2 separate regions of the Sus scrofa genome follow, and region 2 is linked to region 1. A link is a contact called in public HiChIP or PLAC-seq data. All regions are on one chromosome and are shown on one strand. Each heading gives the region's core, a stretch centred on a gene start, on an enhancer-like site or on the middle of the called end of the contact. The rest is flanking DNA. Distances are from core to core; before and after follow the strand shown.

Region 1 (4,070 bases), core at 1-2,500:
GAAACTGGTTTTGACATTATTTTTGAGCTTAATATTGAAAATTATATACCTCACCATAATTATAAATAAAAAGGGGATTCCAGTACTGCCTTTTGTGTTTATGACCACTGACGAGCCTCTGTTGGTGTGTACTTAGTCTAGGTAGCAAGGTAGCAAGCTGGTTAGAGGACTGTTAGAGCAGTTGAGGTAGGGACGCTGGTAGGTTGTTTAGATTCTGACACCTGCCCTGCAGGTGTGAGAGAGAAAAACAGGGTAGTCTCCATGGTAGCAGTCAGGTTAATGGGCAAGCCTGAGATATTTTGATCTCTGTCTTTCAGTTAACCTCAGTGGAGGGTTTGTGTAGCAGAGATGGCAAATTGGCACCAGTTGGTGTTTTGATGGATTAATCTAGCAGCTCTTAAAAGAAATGAATGTTTTAGATATTCTTCACTCTTCCTTGTTATCTTGATTTATAAATAAGTAACCTGTCTACTCCTCATGGAGTTTTGAGTTTGTGATACCTGTAAGGTCTGTCAAGAATTGATGTGCATTAGAATAGTATATCTGATCAGGTTCCTAGCATTATTTGCATGGGGGAGGGAGAAATGGTATGCATTTCCTGGTGGAAATATCAAGTATTACTTATATTTATGTTGGTCATATAATTTATTATCCAAACTGGGACATTGTGGAGTGAAATTAATGATTAGTCTCAGACGGTAGGCTGCTTATACTGGAATTATCTTGGGCAAGCTGGGATGTCTAGTCACCCTAATTATATCTTTTTAAAACTCTTTAGTGTACTTCCTCCTGTTTTCAAGTTGAAATAATATATTTAGCTTTTGACCATTCGAAACTTCCACAAAGATAAAGTTCCACTTGACTTAAGTCATTTTGACAATTTATAAGAAATCATGAGCTACAAGTAAGTGTTGATTTAATTTTTGATTTGAATACATATTTATTTTTCACTGATCCTGTATTATTTTCCATTACATAATTGTCACAGTGCAATAACTTGAAAAGAAAAGTCTATTTTCTGGACTATTGCTTTTTGATAACCCATGACTTTTTTTAGTCATGATAAAAAACAAAACACAAAATTTACCTGCTTAACCATTTAAACTGCACATTTCAGTAATACTAAGTATGTTCATGTTGTTGTGAAAGAGATCTCTTTAACTTTTTCACCTTGTAAACCTGAAACGTTAATAAACAGCTCCCTTTACCCTTCTCCCTAGCCCCTGGCAAACCACTGTTTTACTTTCTGTTTCTGGGGGTTTGACTGCTTTAGGTCATTGTGTGTTGGTACATTGTGTATTTGTGCATTGTATATTTGGAGTCCTGCAGTATTTGTCTTTTTGTCATGGCTCATTTCACTTAGCATATTCAGGGTTCATCTGTGTTTGAAGCATGTGTCAGGATTTCCATCCTTTTTAAGGTTGAATAATATTACAATATATGTATATACCCATTTTGTGTGTTCATTCATTCATTCTTTGATGGATATTCAGGTTGCTTCCTCCTCTTGGCTATTGTGAATAATGCTGCTGTGAACATGAGTATGCAAATATCTCTTTGGGACTCTGCTTTCAGTTCCTTTGGATAGATACCCAGAAGTATGATTGCTGAGTCATATATGGTGGTTCTGTTTTTAATTTTTGAGGAAACTTCATACTGTTTTTCATAGCACTGCACTATTTTACAATGTAAAGAACAGTTCATATGAATTCCAATTTCTGTTCATCCTTGTCAACACTTGTAATTTTTCTTTTTTTTTTTTTCGTTGATGGTAGCCATTCTGTTGGGTGTGAGGTGATATATTATTGCAGTTTTGATTTGCATTTCTCTCAAGATAAGTGATCTTTATTTGGTCACTTGTGTATTAACTTTGGAGAAATGTCTGTTCATATTTTTTGCCTCCTTTTAAATCAGGTTATTTGATGTTATTGAGTGTAGGAGCTCTTTATATATTTTGAATAGTAACCTCTTATTAGATATATAATCTGCAAATGTTTTCTTCTGTTCTGTAGATTGCCTCCTCTTTGATTGTGTCCTTTGAGGAACAAAATCCATTAGGATTTTGATAGGGATTGTGATGAATCTGTGGATTGCTTTGAGCAGTGTGGACATCTTAACAATATTAAGTCTTCTGATCCGTGAACATGGGTGTCTTTCCATTTATTTGTTGTGTCTTTACATGTCTGAATTTTACTTTTTTTGTTACAGAAAAGTAGTTATGTGGTAGTTATGTGGGATAGGTTTTTCATGCAAAGGTGAGATGAGTTCTGTAACTCATTTTAGGCTTGTGAGTAGAAATGCTTGGTATGTGGTTCTTTTAAAAATTATTTTAGGATTTCCTGTTGTGGCTCAGTGTTAACCAACCTGACTAGTATCTATGAGGATGCGGGTTCGATCCCTGGCATCACTCAGTGGCTTACAGACTTGGCATTGCTGTGACTGTGGTGTAGGGCCTGCAGCTGCAGCTATAGCTCTGGTTCGACCCGGAGCCTGGGAACCTCTGTATGTCGTGGATATGGCCCTAAAAAGACAAAAAAGAGAAAAGTAAATAAGTAAAATAAAAATTATTTTAAAAGGTGAAAATGTGTGACATTTATCTTTCTACAAAGTGAGTTTATACTGAAGCACTTAAAAAAAAATTGGAAGTGTTACCATAAAGCTCAGTTCCATTTTCTTATTCTATCAAGATGCTACTATAACATATTATGTCAATTAGAAACAATAGCTTTATCATATCTTCGCTTAAGAGGATGAAAATGAGACCCAAAGTGATCTTTCAGAATGACTGTCTAAAATGCTCATTCTGTAAACTCTGTCTTTAGAAGCCGCTGGAGTTCTGGAGTGGGGGGAAGTGGAGGAGGATCCTCTGGTCGATCGTCAGCTGGAGCTCGAGATTCCCGCCGGCAGACTCGAGTAATTCGAACTGGACGGGATCGAGGGTCTGGACTTTTGGGCAGCCAACCCCAGCCAGTTATTCCAGCATCTGTGATTCCAGAGGAGCTGATTTCACAGGTATGGATCTTGTAGAACACTTGACATGCAGCAGCAGGACAGGCTGAGGTTTGGCTGAATATAGTGGGCTGAAGTCATGACTTCTGTCGTGAATTGTGAAATATTGCTCTTCCGTTTGGACCCTAGAAAGCTGATTTTGATAGAGAAGTTATGGAAAAGAAAATTAGCATAGCATTCCTCTTTATTTTTGATTTCAGGCCCAAGTCGTTTTACAAGGCAAATCCAGAAGTGTCATTATTCGAGAACTTCAGCGAACAAATCTCGATGTAAACCTTGCTGTAAATAATTTACTTAGCCGGGACGATGAAGATGGAGATGATGGGGATGATACAGCCAGTGAATCTTACTTGCCTGGAGGTTGGTGGATCGCTGTCATGGTTTTCTCATCTCTGAAGGGAGAGAGTTTTTTGACTGCGAAATGGAGTTAAATTTAAAGTGCTTTGGATTTTCTGATTGTTCTTTCCATGGTGGTAGATTTTCTCATTGTAGCGTTTGATTCGATTGCAAAATTCCTTTAAAGGGAAAATGGGGAAATGTTTTTGCTCAGTGGACCTGTGGTGTGTTGGGTCCCAGTAAAGACGTGGATGTATGTGCATGGCTTTGTCATTGGCTGACAGATGTCTCTGGAATGGATTGTTGTATTTTTTGACGCCCTTATTACTAAATATGTAATAACTGAACTGCATTTGTATTTTGACTGTATTATTTTTCTGATGCCACAAGAATCTTAGTGATCCTTTTTTCTTATGATTATTTCTTAGGTTGCCCAAGCAACAGTCATGCAATAGATGTTTCTTAAAATCTTTAGCTTTATTTCCTAGGTGGTTACTGCTTTTCTTCTCAGGTTACGTCAGCCCCTGATTTTAACGTTTTAATTTTCAGGGGTTTTTCAGTGGTCTATAGATTCTTTCTCTACTTCTGCATCATTTATATTTGTTTCTGTTTATAGAGGACCTTATGTCTCTTCTTGATGCTGACATTCATTCTGCCCACCCAAGTGTCATTATTGATGCAGATGCCATGTTTTCTGAAGACATTAGCTATTTTGGTTACCCTTC
Region 2 (3,631 bases), core at 556-3,055, 170 kb before region 1:
GTGAGTGTGGTGTAGGTCGCAGGCACGGCTCGGATCCCGCATTGCTATGGCTATGGCATAGCCCGGTGGCTACAGCTCTGATTAGACCCCTAGCCTGGGAACCTCCATATGCCGCAGGAGCGGCCTAAGAAATGGCAAAAAGAAAAAAAATTAAAAATTAAGAAAAAAGAAAGGCTTGATGGATGAAGGGACTGATGGAGAACTGGCAAAGGCTCTAGCTGATGGTGGAGAAGCAGAGGATGGAGCAGCAGGGCTGTGGCGGGCCAGAGTATCTGTCAGGGTCGGAAAGGAACATTCATGCTCCTGGGTGCTGTGACCAGAGGTACCTCAAGCCATTGCCCCAGGTACAGAGCACCCAATGTGACTGTGTTTGGACATTGGGCCTTCCTAAGGTCAAATGAGGTCATACGAGTAGGCCCTAATTCAATCTGCCTGGTATCCTTATAAGAAGTGGAAGAGATGCCAGGGCCATAGCTGTGAGAAAATAAATATCTGTTGTTTCAGGCACTCAGTCTGTGGTATTTTGCAATGAGGACCTGAGCAGACTAAGACATGTGGTTGTGATCCAACCTCCCGTTAGAATAAGTGGCCCGCAGTGGGAGGGTGGTAGATCTCTAACAACTGGCTCTCCAGGGACAAACAACCTGATTTGTAGAATCTGCCAATTCCTGTGGTGTAAAAACTCCCACTGCAGCCAATTTTCAAGCTGTCAGGGTCATGTCACTGATGTCAAGTTGAGAAGAGATGTGAATGCTTGGTTCCCACCAGCCAGGGCCCCGACTGGCTCCGGAGCATCTGTTCATCAGCCAGCCCCACCAGCAAATATTTATAGTGGCTCATTGTGTGGCAGGATCTCAACTGCTTGTTTGTAAGTAAAATGGGATTTTACTAGCTTTCCCTTACTTTCACCACAAACATAAACACACAGGAGCACCCACACGCTCCAGGCTTGAGTTCTTGCAACAGGAAGTGGCTTAAAAATAAAGCAATTCCTGGAGTTCCCGTCGTGGCTCAGTGGTTAACGAATCCGACTAGGAACCATGAGATTGTGGATTCGATCCCTGGCCTTGCTCAGTGAGTTAAGGATCCGACGTTGCTGTGAGCTGTGGTGTAGGTCGCAGATGCAGCTCAGGTCAGCATTGCTGTGGCTGTGCTGTAGGCTGGCGGCTACAGCTCTGATTAGACCCCTAGCCTGGGAACCTCCATGTGCTGTGAAAGGACAAATAAACAAACAAAGAAATAAATAAAGCAGTCCCTGTATTCTGCTGTCTCCCTGCAATTCCTCGTCTTTCGCTCAGAATCTGCCTGACATGTTAATGGAACCATAGGAACAGAGCAGACCATTGACTGCTTTTCTCTCAGGACCAGCCAGCCCTCCCTGAGGACCAGGAGATACTTCACAGGAAATCTGGGATTTGCCTTATCGTTTTCTCCCCACTCCGTCCCAGCTTCACTCGTGCAGATGAGTAGGAAGCCTCTACTTTCTTTCCCATTATTTACCCAACACATTTTCACCTACTTGAGAAAATATGTGCTAATTTTACATCCATCACAGGTTTCACATGTCTCCCCAGAGCAGTTTTTAAACGTACTTGAAATACATAACTGAGCATCATGATTCCTTAGATCCAAATTTGAGTGATTAATTGGATATTTTCCATTCCACTCCAATTCAGGTTGTGCAGAACATTTTATCCCAAGCGCTTCTTCCTCGGCCTTTGGCTGCAGCTAAGGTTGCAGCATCTGCTTGTCCAGATACCAGGGCTGTGGGCAATTTCTCCATTTCCTTTCTCGTGAACGCTAGATTGTCACTGAGTGATTACGAACAGAATTCAGAACGAAAGACCTCCCTTCCCTGACCCGAAGTGCTTAGTTCCTGCTTCCGCTGCAGGCCCCCACCTCCTTAGGAAGTAGGGCTCTGCCTTAGGCAGGCTGCTGGCTTTTTGTTGGAAGCTGGAGCCTGGAGAGGAGAAGCCACGCTGAACCGCCCAGGCGGTGTTCCCTTGCTTTTCCCAGTTACTCTGCCTGTCTCCATCCCCGGGGGTTCCGGCATGGTAATGTTGCTGCAGATACTGCTGAATTTTTTAGGAGGGTCCCCTTTGAATGGGGGACCATCTCGAGGTGTGCTGGAGCAGCCTCCTGCCAGCAGAGAGAGAGCCAACTGTTCGTAACTTTCCATCCAACTTCATGGCCGGTGACATCACATTTGTAGCTTGAAAGAGGCCACAGAGGGAGGATTTGCTCCAGGGAAATCAACAAACATTACGAATCAGGGCTTTTGCTTTCTTTTTTCTCCCCCGAGTACCCACTTATAACACACCACTGGAAATGCCCCTTAAAAAACAACAAACCCTCGCAGGAGCCAGCAGCCTGCGCAATTAGAACCTTCATCTCACCCTCCCCATCATTCTGGAAGTTTCCGGTGCTAAAGGAGAGCAAAACAAGTGTGAATTACACAACCCCGTTAGGAGGTAGAATCGAGGGCGGCAGGATCATGGCTCCCCTGCCCTCTGAGGTCTAGTTTCTCTCTCTTTTTTCGTTTGTCTTTTTGCCTTTTCTAGGGCTGCTCCCATGGCATATGGAGGTTCCCAGGCGAGGCGTCGAATCGGAGCTGTAGTCACTGGCCTACACCACTGCCACAGCAACATGGGATCCAAGCGGTTTCTGCAACCTACACCATAGCTCACGGCAACACTGGATCCTTAACCCACTGAGCAAGGCCAGGGATCGAACCTGCAACCTCATGGTTCCTAGTCAGATTCGTTTCTGCTGTGCCACAATGGGAACTCTGAAATCTATATTTTTAATAAGTTCTCTGGATGGCCCAGGTCCAGACCCTGGATCAGGCTGACGTCTGGGAACCATTACAGAAATATCTGTAGGATGTGATAAATTCATTCGAGTAATAAAAAAAAAAAAAAGAAAGAAAGAAATATCTGTAGGTCTTCCCGGCTCCTGCTCAGCCGCTTCCGAGACTTAGAACCCAGCCAGGGTGAGGCTGCACCTGTTCTGTTTCCCTGGTTGACAGGCAACATCTGGGGACTTCTGACTTCTGCTCTGTCATCCTCCAGCCCACACAACATGGGGAGTCTCGGTGACTTTCCTGATTACCGGGGTCAGGGAGGCTGGCTTTGAGGTGCAAGAGGGGATGACAGATTAACTGCCTCATAAAAAGCTTAATTGCGCGTCATTTTCTCGTTTGTCATTTCCAAAGGAGGCACAGAGGCTGCCAGGTGAGCTCAGGCACTTCCTTCCCTGAGTGACTCCCTGTGACACCCCAACCCAGCACTGATGCTGAGTGGGTGTCCCCACCTCTCAGTGACTCCCAAACTTTAGGAGGCAAATGAATCACCCGGGGAGCTTATTAAAAAGTGCAATTCCGGGCCCCAGCCCAGGTTTCTGTTTCAGGAGGCCCGGGGCGGACCTGGGAATCCCCTCGTTCAATAAGCCCCTCGGGTGAATTTATTTGACACAGCAGCTGGTTTTCCTTAAACCAAAAAGGTTTTTACCACATGTCTGGCCTTAAGGGTATTATTTTCCCTTAAGGAATTGCTCTAGAGTAACACTGAATCAGCTTTTTCTTTAGCTCTTTTTAAAAATAAACACTGTGTTTCAGAAATCAAACCTGCTT

Evidence for each region. HiChIP or PLAC-seq counts read pairs in DNA pulled down with a chosen protein or histone mark.
Region 2: an H3K27ac HiChIP or PLAC-seq map of alveolar macrophages shows a contact between it and region 1. The contact joins two enhancer-like sites. A contact is called at or near these places in 2 of 47 Hi-C or Micro-C datasets (embryonic fibroblasts and epiblast stem cells) and 1 of 2 datasets of contacts at active chromatin or transcription factors (alveolar macrophages).

What each region holds. Positions count from the first base shown.
Region 1 is chr4:34,704,416-34,708,485 of Sscrofa11.1, forward strand. UBR5 (E3 ubiquitin-protein ligase UBR5) reads left to right here. Exons shown (of 59, transcript XM_021089039.1): 6 at 2,823-3,012; 7 at 3,210-3,369; 8 at 3,962-4,070. Among named protein-coding and RNA genes, the nearest start is that of UBR5, 61 kb to the left of the region's middle. Within about 2 kb of position 1,251, at least 2 of the 83 cell types and tissues checked have an H3K27ac peak or open chromatin away from gene starts, as enhancers often do. A contact at or near this core is called in alveolar macrophages, where this site is marked.
Region 2 is chr4:34,533,831-34,537,461 of Sscrofa11.1, forward strand. No RefSeq gene overlaps it. Among named protein-coding and RNA genes, the nearest start is that of ODF1, 15 kb to the left of the region's middle. Within about 2 kb of position 1,806, at least 6 of the 83 cell types and tissues checked have an H3K27ac peak or open chromatin away from gene starts, as enhancers often do. A contact at or near this core is called in alveolar macrophages, where this site is marked.